2 separate regions of the Sus scrofa genome follow, and region 1 is linked to region 2. Evidence: chromatin contacts called from public Hi-C data. All regions are on one chromosome and are shown on one strand. The core of a region is the stretch at or near the end of the contact, and the rest is flanking DNA. Distances in the headings are between cores, read along the strand shown.

Region 1 (6,202 bases), core at 747-3,246, 170 kb after region 2:
AATGTCTGGAGAAGAACGAGACCCTGGATCCCAGCATTAGCTGGGTGGTCCAGAATGTTGTTGGTCCTGGAGAGGCTGCCTGGGCTCCAGTTCTGGCCCTGCCACCAAGCTGGTATATGACATTTATCGTAAGACTTAATCTCTCTGAGCCTCAGCTTCCCCATCTGTAAAATAGGGATGATAATTGTATTGGTCATGGTTCTTCAAGAAAGGAGAACCAGAGTTATAAATATATATAATGTTCTTACATACATGATATATATATATAATATTCTTATATACATGCCATATATATATGTATGTATGTATGTGTACATAAGAGGAATTTACTTTATGGAATTGGCTCATTTGATTTGGGAGCTGGTAAGTCCAATCTGTAAGGAAGGCCAACAGGTTGGAAACTCAGGCAGGATTTTCTGTAGAGTCTTGAGGCAGAATTCCTGCTTTGAGAAACCTTGGTTTTTGCTCTTAAGGCCCTCAACTGGTTAGATGAGGCCCACCTGCAGTAGGGAGGGTACTCTTTTCTTAAAGTCAACCTATTGTAGGTTGACTCATCTACAGAATACCTTCATAGCAACATCTAGTTAATGTTTGCCCAACAGGTGAACGTCACAGCCTGGTCAAGTGGACACACGAAAGTAACCATGCCAGCTGTCATAGCCGACGTGAGAGAAAGTGTAAGACTTCTCCCCATGTGTGAGACTTGATGGAGCAAATGCTAAACAAGTGTTAGCTGTTGGTATTGTGAGCTGGACCCCTGTGGGGATTTCCATGGTGGAAGTTGCGTGGGAACAGTTGGCGTGAGACTCCTGGAGCCAGGCCTTGGGGACCCAGATCATGCAGCCACTATGACCAGCAACTATGGAGAAAGAAACACAGACAATGATAAGACCTTGGAAATGCCTCTGAAGTCAGGATACAGAAGGCCATGGAAGCCCAGGGGTGAGCAAGGGACAGCTCCTTGGGGAAGGTGACATAAGTAATTTGTTTTAAAGGCTAAAGCAGAATTGGCCAAGTGAAGAAAGAAGGGCAGGCAAACGGACAGCAGAATATTCCAGGCAGAGGACCAGCCAGCGCAAAGGCATAGAGATATGAGAAATGGGACCCAGTGTGCGATGGGGTCCCAGCGCTGGGGCTGGGGAAAGAGGTGGCATGTGGTGGGCCAAGCCAAGGGGTCAGCCTTCCGCCCCCAGGGACAACACAGGACAACAGGGACAGGACAACACAGAAAAGTGCTCACTCTGTGCTAGGCACTGGGCACGAATTACTTATTTGTACCCTCAAGGCAATTGTAGGAGGTTTTACCATCCATGCTGGGTAATTTGCAAAGTCATACAGCTAGACGAAACGGGCTGAGACTCAGATCTAGACAGATAGCTGGCTCTAGAGCCCACGAAAGGTGACATAGCCATGGGGAGGCTGGGAAGGGCTGGGATGGCTGGGGGAAGGGAGAAGGATGGGTTTGTTGCATTTGGGGCAACAGGGACTGCCGAGTGGACATCAGAGAAGTTAGAGCCAGAAATGCTAGAGATGAGAATTCAGACCCACCATCCAGGGCGAGGGGGAGAGAAGCCTGCTTCACCCTCAGCAGTGTTCAAAAGCATGTACCGAGCCAGGTGCTTTTGCATCCCTTGAACTCCTCCTCCAAGCCCTGCAAAGAGGCTCTAGTCATCTTCCTTTCAGGACCAGGAGACTGAGGCCCTGGGCTCGGCCACCCCTCACTGTGCAGGCAGCTGGGATACAGAGGCCCCTGGGCTGAGCGCATTGCCACCCTGAGGAGGATCGGGGTTTCCTAGCTGGGATGGTCTAGGAAATGGCTCCCTGGTTGGTGATTGACAGTGTCTGCCTCATAGAGGTTCAGAGAGGTCACGTATTTGCCCCAAATCACACAGCTGATAAATGACAACTGGGATTTGAACTGAACTCTGTCCAGTGTCGCAGAGCACAGGAGCCCTGAACTCAGCTGCTTCCCTGGAATCTCTCTCCACTCCTCGCCATTGCACTAAAGCCACCCATCCACTCAACACCACGGGCTCATCCTGTCACCCTGCCCCCAGCGTGGGCCTCTGCTGCCCCACCTCCCACTACAGCTGCTCTCAGGCTCCCTCACCGCAGTCCAATGTCCAAAACTCCGATTCCTGTTTTCATCTGTCATTCCTTCCAGATTCTCTGCACTCTAGCCCTTCCTCCCCCACCCTGTTTTCCCCAGAGGCTTCCTAAGCCCCGAAGGCCACAGAGGCTGCATGACATCATCTGTGCTCTGGACCTCACGGGGCCCAATTATCAGGCTATAAGTGGAAACGCCCTACACTTTCCCACAGGAAAGCGCCCTCCCTCCCTCCGGACCCTGCATGCTTCTGGGGATCCTGACAGAGTCCATGGGCTCCTGCCGGAAGGAAAGTGAGCCCTTTCCCTATGGGCTTGTCATTCAGGTGTCTTTTTAATCCACTGTAGACCCTTTAGCTCTTCCAACGTGGGCACAGGGTGGCTTTCGGTAGAAGGGAGGCAGCACCACGGGATCCTTAAAACCAGCAGTTTGGGAGTCTGATCGACCTGTATTCATACCTGGCTCCTCCCCTTTCCACCTGTCAGAACTTGGACGGGTAGCTTTAGGGTTCTGGGGTCTATTGTCTCACTTTCAGGTTGGGAACAATGACAGACATCACCTCATTAAATCCTTGTAACAGTCCTTTGAGCTACCAGCAACGTCCCCACTTTAGAGATGAGTAACCAGGCTCAGAGAAAGTTAGGCACTTGCCCTCGGCCACAGGCTAGAAAATGGTGGAGCCAGGGCCGGGATGAAAACCCCTGTCATCACGAGAGCGCTGAACTGCCAAGGAGCTACCTGAAGAGGTGGGATGGCTTTTTCAACCCAGACGTTCTGAATCTGGGAGTTGAGTGAGTTAGGTCGCATGTGAGGAGACACCCAAGTTCCAGAATGGGCTCAGCCCTTGCCATTGGGGGGCCGAGGGAAAGTCCGTTTCTCAGGGCTCAGCTTTCCCAGCTATAAAATGGGGGTAACAGCTCCCACTCCAGAGCTTTCACGAGGATCCCAGGAGGTGATCCGGACCTCCCCCACTCCTCTGTGGCCAGAGTTTAGCACACCTTTAGCTCCCTGCATTTTGCACTAATGGTTTTTTCTTTGAATGGATCAGAAGGTATTACTCAAATAGATTTATTGGAAACTTATTGAAACTCACTTCCTATCACTCCCTTAAAAAGGAAGCCAGGCACACTTGCCATAAATAGAAGTTATTTATACAGTGAATGTAGCAACAAGCAAAAGTGTTAAAGACCCACTTTCACCCGTGGGCCCATCTCAGCTGCACCTCCTGCTCCTTCCTGTCCCGAGGCTGGGTTATCCAATGCCAAGTCAGGAGACCCCCAGGACCTCTTGTCACCTCCCTTCCAGCGCACAGGGGATGTGCTGGCTTGGTACAGAGCAGATTCTCAGAAACCTGCGCCCCTCTCTGTGGCCTCACTCCCCCCGAACAGACCTCTCAAGGTAGGAGATTTATTGGCCCCAGGCTGAGCACCTGCAGCTGGTCTCCTGCCAATGGTTGGAGATGGGATACCAGCAGGAGCACTGGGCACGGAGTGGGTGCGTCCTTGTGGATTTCTGGCCTGACACATGCGCAGAGAAGGCCCTCAGTCTAGGGGAAGGACAAAAGCAGGGAGAAGACACCAGCTGGAATCCATCTGGGCTGACTGACGCGTGCCCACTCCAGGACCAAATACGGAAATGATTGGCCAGGAAAACTGCCACTATGTAAGCAACCTAAGCTGTCCCCACTGCACAAACTCATTCCAAGCTCACCCATGTGTTTTGTACGTGTGCTTTGCTTCTTTTTCACAATCTTGGTCTCTTTGCTGAACTCTTCCCTCAAAGAAGACAAGAACCTAGGTCCTTCTTCCAGATTTTTACCACCAGAATCAATCTCACAGGAGGAAATCGGCCTTCCTGCTCCAAAGTGGCCACAGCAGCAACCTCCAATTACACTCGTATTCCTTCGCCACCATCACTTACTGCCTTAAGAGGGCTGAGGTTGCCTGCTGAGCATGACTCATTGTGGCATGGGGCATAGCAGGCCATGGTGTTGTCCCCAGACACTGTCCTGAGCCTTCTGACACAGGAACTAAATGGCCGCCCTGCGTACCAAGAACCCACTATGGCTCCCTAGTGCCTGGAGGACCTTATCCATGTCTGTCAGCAGCATCCTCACCATTCTCAATCAAGGGGTGTTCTCTGCCACAATCGCCTACATCTGAATCCTCCCTTGGCTGTCCTACAGGCTGAATGCCCTTGGGCAAGGCACTCAACCTCTCTGAGAGCTTGAGGAATATCCACTTCTGTGGCTTGTCTTGGGGACCTAACAGCAGAATGTCCACGGGCAGCATTGTCCCTGCTTCCGAATGGGTCCCTTGGGGCAGCTGAGGTCCCTCAGCCGTCTTAGCATACACTTCTGCAGTCTGCACTGATTTTCCCCTGCCTCTTGCCGGAGGGCTTTTGCAGCATGTCCCCCCTTCTCAGAGTGCTCTTCCTCCATCTACAGGCCCAGGGGCCTCCTCCACGTTCAGCTGTCCGTTCAGGTCACATCGTCGAGGAAGCCTTCCCTGACTGCAGACCGGCTCAGGTCCCTTTCACTGCTTTGGGAGTCCCCCCTCAGAGCACATCCCCAATTATTTGAGCTGCAGCCACATCCCTAGGTTCCATGTGCCCAAGAGCGCTATCTCTTCTGTTGTCCCTGTGGCCCAGCACCTCTTATAGAGCCTGGCACAGGCCAGGAGCTCCACAAAAGGATGCCATTATTAGAACATTAGCATCCACCTGCTTGTAGGGAGGAGCCGGTGCGTTCTCGTCTCCATGCCTTGCTCCTGCTGGTGCCCCTACGGTGCATGTCCGGCTCTTTCCTCTCCCGTGAGATCCCCGCCCCCAGCTGGCACCAGTGACACAGCCTTCCCCCTTTTTGGATCCTCACAGCTGCTTTATGAGGTAGCAGGGCAGATTGTCACATTTTTAGATACCGAAACTGAAGCCCAAGGAGGAACCATGACGTGCCTGAGCTGCTGTGGCTGAGAAGTGGCCAGATCGTGAGGCAACTGGAAACTCAGCCAGGGTTTAGGGGTTCTTCTGTCCCTCTTTCCCCACGATTTCTGGGACTCCGGCACGTGACTCCTCTTCCTGCTCAAGTCATTGCACAGACTGCTCACTGTACTTCATTTCATCGTCATCGCAATCCCCCCAAACTGGTGTCATCATCTATTTTAGAGGTAGGAGAACAGAAGGACCCATAGGCTGGCAACCTGCCCCGTATCACCAAGCTGCTGCGATACAGAGCCTAGATTCAGAGCCAGGTCCAGGAAGCCCTGGCGTGATCCTCCCACCCTTACTCCCCTCGTCCTGCTGCCAGCAGCCTGGTTTCCTGTGGAGGTTACCACCCCGCAACCACGCCCAGGCCAGCGGGGCTACTCATCAAGGTGCCTCCCCATCCCTTGATCCTCCAGCAGAGGGTCTCCATGCGCACGACCATTGCTGATTCATCCCTGGGAGAGTGTGCCTGTTTATTCCTGCCGTCTGGATCCCTGGAGCCCCTGCCCTTTCTGAAGCCTCCAGCTTCTCTGTGGAATCTGGGAGCTGCACCATATTCCTCCAGTACATTCCTTTGCGCTGAAGTTGGACAGTCTGTTTCTGTTGCTTGCAACCAGAAGAACTGACTACTCCTCCCAAGCTGGTAACAAGATCCATGGACCTCGAGCCTTGTCTCACACTCCTTTTGGGTTCTCCTCGTGCCTGGCCCAGAGCGAGGCACCTGGCACGTGTTGGAGGAACTGAGCAGCAGCGGAGCCCCGGGGTGGTGCGATCCTCAGCCATTCTTAGTGTTTTCTTTACATTTTCTGTGATACACTTGTATTGCTTGATTTCCTTCTAAAGAAAGAAACTAAGGAGCCCTCAAAAAGTATGATGAAGTGACCATCGATTCTACAGTCCTCTGCTTCTGTGAGAACATTCAGAAGATGTGAGATTCTGCAGGCAGTTCTCCTACTTTGGGTCACTGCTCACTCTCCAGAGAGTCCCAGAAGTGGATGAAAATCCCTGGTTTAGGAGCCTGACACTGATTTAAGCTGAGAAGAATGTGCCTCAGTCCCCTCCCCAAATTACAGTGCGCCCCCTGTTAAATGGAAAGGCCATAGCCCCACCTTG
Region 2 (5,770 bases), core at 2,749-5,248:
GTCTTGCCAGTTTTTTCTTTTCTTTTTTTTTTTTTTTTTTCCCCCAGCACCTGCAGCATATGGAAGTTCCTGGGCCAGGGATCGAACTTTCTCCACAGCAGTGACCCAAGCTGCTGCAGTGACAACACCGGATCCTTAACCTGCTGCGCCCTAGGAGAACTCAATGGCCAGTTCTCTCTTCATGCCCACAATCCAGACCTCTCTTGCATTACAAAACTATAATATTTTTCTTCTAATGGCAATATATATTTCTGATAGAATTTCTTTTTCTTCTTCTTTTTTTTTTTACATGCAGAGAAGCAAAAGAAAATAAAATCACTCATTTCACCACCACCGTCTCTCCATCGAGATGAGCACCATCCACATTTCAGCATATTCCCTCCAGCTATTTTTCTGTGTCCAATTTTCACGTGTGTTTTAATATTCATGAATTGTTTACAGGGTCTGCAACTCTTTTTTCTCCCTTAGTAACCTAGCAATATCGTTCTCATGCTAAGTGTGTTCCAGTGAGATTGAATCCCAGGTCTTGAGCTGTAACGATGGAAGGAGGAGCTCTGACCAGAAACTGTGAGCAAGTGGCCTTGGGGCGTCAGGGCTGCCAGGTACAGAGGCAGGGCTAGAGCCATGTTGCTGTCATTGTTGTGCCCTGTCTAGCCTCCCCGAAGGATGTTCCACTCCACATCCGGCCATCGGGAACATCCGCTGCTTCCACGATGCAGGCTACTCATGCTGGGATTCGCCCTTGCCACCCAAAAGGTGGTTGAGGTGACCCCCTCCAGAGCTTGTCACAAACCCAGACCAGACTTCCTACATCAGCTGGGTAACAATTATCTCAAGTTCTTATGGACCAAATTGTGTCCCCACTCCCTCCCCCATCTCGTATGCTGAAGTTCTAACTCTCAATGTGACTCTGTTGAGAAAAAGGGTCTCTTGGGAGGTAATAAGTATAAATGAGCTCATAAGGGTGGGCCTTCCTCTGATGGGACTGGTGTCCTTTTTTTTTTTTTTTTTTTTTTTTGGTCTTTTAAGGGCCACACTGACAGCATATGGAGGTTCCCAGGCTAGGGGTTGAATCAGAGCTGTAGCTGCACCACAGCCACAGCAACATGGGATCCGAGCCACATCTGTGACCTACATCACAGCTCTCGGCAGTGCCAGATCCTTAATCCACTGAGCGCGGCCAGAGATCGAACCTGCGTCCTCATGGATGCTAGTCAGATTCATTTCCTCTGAGGCACGACAGGAATTCCAGGACTGCTGTCCTTAAAAGAAGAGGAAGAGACATTGGAGGGCCCTCGCTCTGCGTGCGCATGCGCGTGCAAACACACACACACACACACACACACACACACACACGCACACGCACACGCACACGCACACGCACACACACGGAAAGGCCATTCCAGGACAAAGTGAGACAGCGGCAAGAGAGGTCACCAGACTCCACCTTGGACGGTGCCCTCATCTTGGACGTCCAGCTTCCAGAACTCTGAGAAAATAAATTTCTGTTACAAGCCACCTAGTCTGTAGTAGTTTTGTTACAGCCGCTCCAGCAAACTAAAACACACATGTAGGGGAGTCACCTTGATGACCAATGATAGTTTTAGCAGCATTGCCGTTTCTTGTCTATATTTGAGCGCTTTCTCTTTACAATTTAAAAATTTGTGAAATACCTAGAACACAAAGCTTACCATCTTAACCATTTCAGAGTGTACAGTTCAGTAGCATTAAGTGTATTGAGATTTTTGTGCAAATGCTACCATCCACCTCCAGAATGTTTTTCATTTTCCTGAAATGAAACTCTGCATCCATTAAACAATCATCCCTAATCCCCCTCCCCCATCCTGCTTTCTTATTTTGCTTTTTTTTTTTTTTTTTTTTTTTTTTAAGAGCTGCACCTGAGGTATATGGAAGTTCCCAGGCTAGGGGTCGAATCGGAGCCGCAGCTGCCAGCCTACACCACAGCTCACAGCAGTGCTGGATCCTTAACCCACTGAGCGAGGCCAGGGATTGAACCTGCGTCCTCAAGTGTACTAGTCGGGTTCATTGCCGCTCAGCCACAAAGGGAACTCCCTCTATTCTACTTTCTATCTCCATGAATTTGACTACACCAGGGACTTCCATGATGCCTAAGTGGAATCATGAGTTTTTGTCCTTTTGTGACTGGCTTATTTCACTCGGCATAATGACCTGGGGGTTTCGTTTTATTGCATTTTTCTCCCCTTGCTTTATTTTAATGTGCTGACCCAAAGTTGCATGCGTGGGTTGAACAGACCAAGTCCGGTCAGTGGCCTGAGGTGGGGACCAGACTTAGGAAACCACGTACCGTTCTCCCAGCATTGAGGGGTCTGGGGAAGGAATGTGTCCCAGTCCCAGCCCCAGTCCATCCCCACTGTGTCCCCCACCTCAGCGCCAGTCCAATCTCAGTCACAGATGTAACCTCAGCCCAGCCTGTCACCCTAGCACACCCTCCTCAAGCTTGTTCAGATCCACAGAGCCATTCACAGGAGTCTGGTTTCCCAGGTGATCTGGTGACATCCCGAGAGTCTGCTGGGGGGTGGCGGTGGGGGGCAGCAGATCTGTCCAGTGTTTGGACTTGACCTAGCAGTTTCTTTATGCTTTGATCTTTCTGCCTCTCACTAAAGCCACTAGAGGGTGATGGTGCTCCATCTTCTGGAAGGAAACAGCTGCTCCCTCCCCAGGAGGAGCTCAGAAAGCCCCCTTCTCTGGACCTCAGGACTTCCAAGGTCCCTGCCTTATGGTGGAATGGGGAGACGGCGGTCCCAAGGGGCTGGAGCCCTCAGCCAGCATCATACAGCCATCCTCCCTTCTGCCCCCCGTCCAGGCTGCTCCACTGCCCTTTGTCCATCCGTCTGTCCCTTCTCGAGCCAGGCCTGCGGGAGGAAGCCTGCCCAGGAGCCTCCAGCTAGCAAGTCATGGGAACATCTTGAAAGGAGGGAAGCTGGTTGCAGCAGAAGGAAAATGTCTCTGGGGACCCTTGCCCCACCCTGGACTCCTCCTCCAATAGGCTGCTCTGTGCTCAAGCTGCTCTCTTCTGCAGCCAGTGCTAGGCCAATCGCTGGCCACCCTCCAGGGCCTGGCTCTTGGGGTGACCTCCCCAGAGAAGCCGCCCCCAGCACCGGCACCTCCGAGAAGAACAACTCTAGCTGAAACAACTGGGGGTGGGTGGGGGAAGGCAGCAAGGCGGGGCCAGAGGGATGGCCCTGGAGTCGGCTCTAGACTTGCCGGCCTACATCACAGCCACAGCAATGCCAGATCTGAGCCGCGTCTTTGACCTACACTGAAACTCACATCAACACCGGATCCTTAACCCACTGAGCAAGGCCAGGGATAGAACCTGCATCCTCATGGATCCTAGTCTGGTCCATTACCACTGAACCACCACAGGAACTCCCACTTCCCTGCATCTCTGTCCCATGGTGGCATTGGACACCTTCTCCCAGACCCTGTCTCCATCTCTCCATGGTGGGGCGGGTCTCCCTAGGGGATGCCAAGGTGGGTGTGGGCCAGCAAGACTGCGGGGATGGACTGCCGGGCTGCAGGCAGCTCCCTGTTGGGCTCCGCCTGGGGGAGGCCTGGCCCTTCCCACGCCCCTCCTGGAATGCAGGGCTGCTCCGGGGAGTTGAGCAAAAGTGTGACTTTCCCTCTGGAGTCTGAGGTCAGTCAGCCTCCCAGGCCCAGGCCAGCATTCTTGACAGGGAGCCAAAATAAGCAAGGGGCGAGGGGCCTGGGCCAGCCCGAGGCCGGGAGCCCCGCCATCTGATCGCCCCTCGCTTTCATTCCTTGCGGGTAGGAGGTGTGCTGATGCCAGAGATTCCACCCTCGGGGGAGGGAGATGTAGAAACCAAGGTTCTACTCTTTGGGCGACCCTGTGCTGGTCACCCATAGGTGCTGTTAGTGGTGTCACAGGCCCCTCTCCTCGAGGCAGTACAGGGCCTGAAGGGAGGCCCAGGGGACTGCTAGGGGACAGAGGCAGCCCCTGGCCCAGCTGGGTCGGGCAGGAGGGGGAGGAGCGAGGGAAGTGGGACCGCATATGGCTCATCCTGACACCCAAAGTGGTGGCGGGGGAGCGGGGGGGGCAGTGTGCTAACATCTTTTCACCTCAACGATCCAGAAACAGAGGCTCAGAGAGGACCAGTAACTTGCCCCACAGCTCGAACCCCAGGCTTGTCTGTCTTCTGAGCCTGCATTCTCATCCCCTATGTTAGACTCCATCACCCTGGATGCACCTGCTGGAGCTGAGACGCCAGGATGAAGCCTCCTCAGGACCTAGAGAGTTGGCTCTACAGCCCCACCTAGAGGCAGGGAAGTGAGGTGCAGAGAGGGGACCTCCCCATCACACATCCACAGGATGAACGGCACCCCCAGAAGGCACCTTGGGGAGGCTGAGCTTCCCCACTTGCTGGGGTCAGAGTGTGGACGTGAACTCTGGCCTGTCTCGCTGGCTCATAAGCGGTTCCTCCAGACTCCTCAGAGGATGGCTGAAGCCTTTCCTGGGCCCTGAGGAGAGGCAGGGGCTTGGGGGGTGGCTGAGGCTCTCAATTCAGAGAAAAAGGTTTAGATCTGGGCAGGTCAGAGCCAGGAAGGGAGGAAGCTTAGGAAAGAGGACCAAAGCACTCTGATGCAGCTGCCCCAGGGGCTTCTGGAAGATTCCTCTGGGTGCATTTAACAGCCAAGGTTGGGGCTCTGTTCCCATAGCTGGATGCCTGGAAAGTTCATGTTTTCCACATCCCCGTGTGGGAGCCAAAACCAGCTTCCAAGATCCAGGAGAGGTGAGCCTGAAGGGAGAGGCAGATTCCCTGTCCCTGGAATTGGACTAATAGATATTACATAAGTCGAGGACCCTGCTTGATGGCTTTTGTCTCCTTGCTCTTCTAGGTGCCAAGTCTGGACCCCTCCCCTCATCTTCTCTCCCCTCCCACTCTTCCTTCTTTTCCTCCTCTTTCCTCTATCCACTCCTCCTCCTCCCCATCCAGATAATTTCTTCACAGACAAACTGTGATGCTGGAGAAGGAGTCAGACCTGGTTCACACCCTGGGCTCCACAGCTCACAAGCTGTGTGATTCGGGCAGGTCACTTCCCTCTCTGAGCCTCTCTTCCCTTTTCTGTAAAGCGGGATAACACCCGCCTGAATGCCTGTTTGCAGGGTCAATGAAAATACAAGTGCATAAGTTCCAGGCCCATTTGCCCTTGGAAAATCACTAGGTCTAGATTATGGGAAATAATTCCAGAAAGAAAGAGAAGCAATCCTTTTGGCTTTGAGAGGCCATACACCGTAGGATAAAGTTACTTAATCTCTCTGAGTCTTGGGTTTTCTCGCTACAAATGGAACTAATGATGGGATCTACCACAAAAGCTGAGGTTTCAAAATGAGGATTTAATAGATGATCTTAGCACATAGTAAGTGGTCATTAAATGATTTGCTGTTTGTTATTATTATTATTATTATTATTATTGATTGTTTTTTCCCGTGGGAAGCCAGGGAATGAGGGAAAGAGAATTCTCCACATATATGCTGGGCCAAAACTCCTCTGAGTCTAGCCGCATGAGGGGTGCTGAGGATCAGGGCACAGGCTTTGTACACTGAAGCAATACACAAGAGATATGTGTATGAGGTGCCAGGGAGCATGGCCCAGGCATTAGTAAGAGCCTGAACATCGTGAGAAAGAAGGATGCCCAAATTACATCACTAAATGATCCAGAGCCTTTATGCCTTGGATTCAATTTGTCAACCTCAGAACCACAATGG

What was found. Hi-C and Micro-C count contacts between places; a contact is called where the count stands out from the background.
Region 1: a contact with region 2 is called in a Hi-C map of heart right ventricle, with 4 times the contacts expected there. The contact joins two enhancer-like sites. A contact is called at or near these places in 4 of 47 Hi-C or Micro-C datasets (embryonic fibroblasts, heart right ventricle, liver and 1 more) and 1 of 2 datasets of contacts at active chromatin or transcription factors (skeletal muscle).

The regions. Positions count from the first base shown.
Region 1 is chr16:51,696,200-51,702,401 of Sscrofa11.1, forward strand. It overlaps LOC110257280 (a long non-coding RNA gene), which reads left to right. Exons shown (of 7, transcript XR_002339688.1): 2 at 603-942. Among named protein-coding and RNA genes, the nearest start is that of SH3PXD2B, 34 kb to the right of the region's middle. Within about 2 kb of position 1,997, at least 17 of the 83 cell types and tissues checked have an H3K27ac peak or open chromatin away from gene starts, as enhancers often do.
Region 2 is chr16:51,527,288-51,533,057 of Sscrofa11.1, forward strand. It overlaps LOC110257322 (a long non-coding RNA gene), which reads left to right. Exons shown (of 2, transcript XR_002339784.1): 2 at 296-443. Among named protein-coding and RNA genes, the nearest start is that of NEURL1B, 51 kb to the right of the region's middle. Within about 2 kb of position 3,999, at least 9 of the 83 cell types and tissues checked have an H3K27ac peak or open chromatin away from gene starts, as enhancers often do.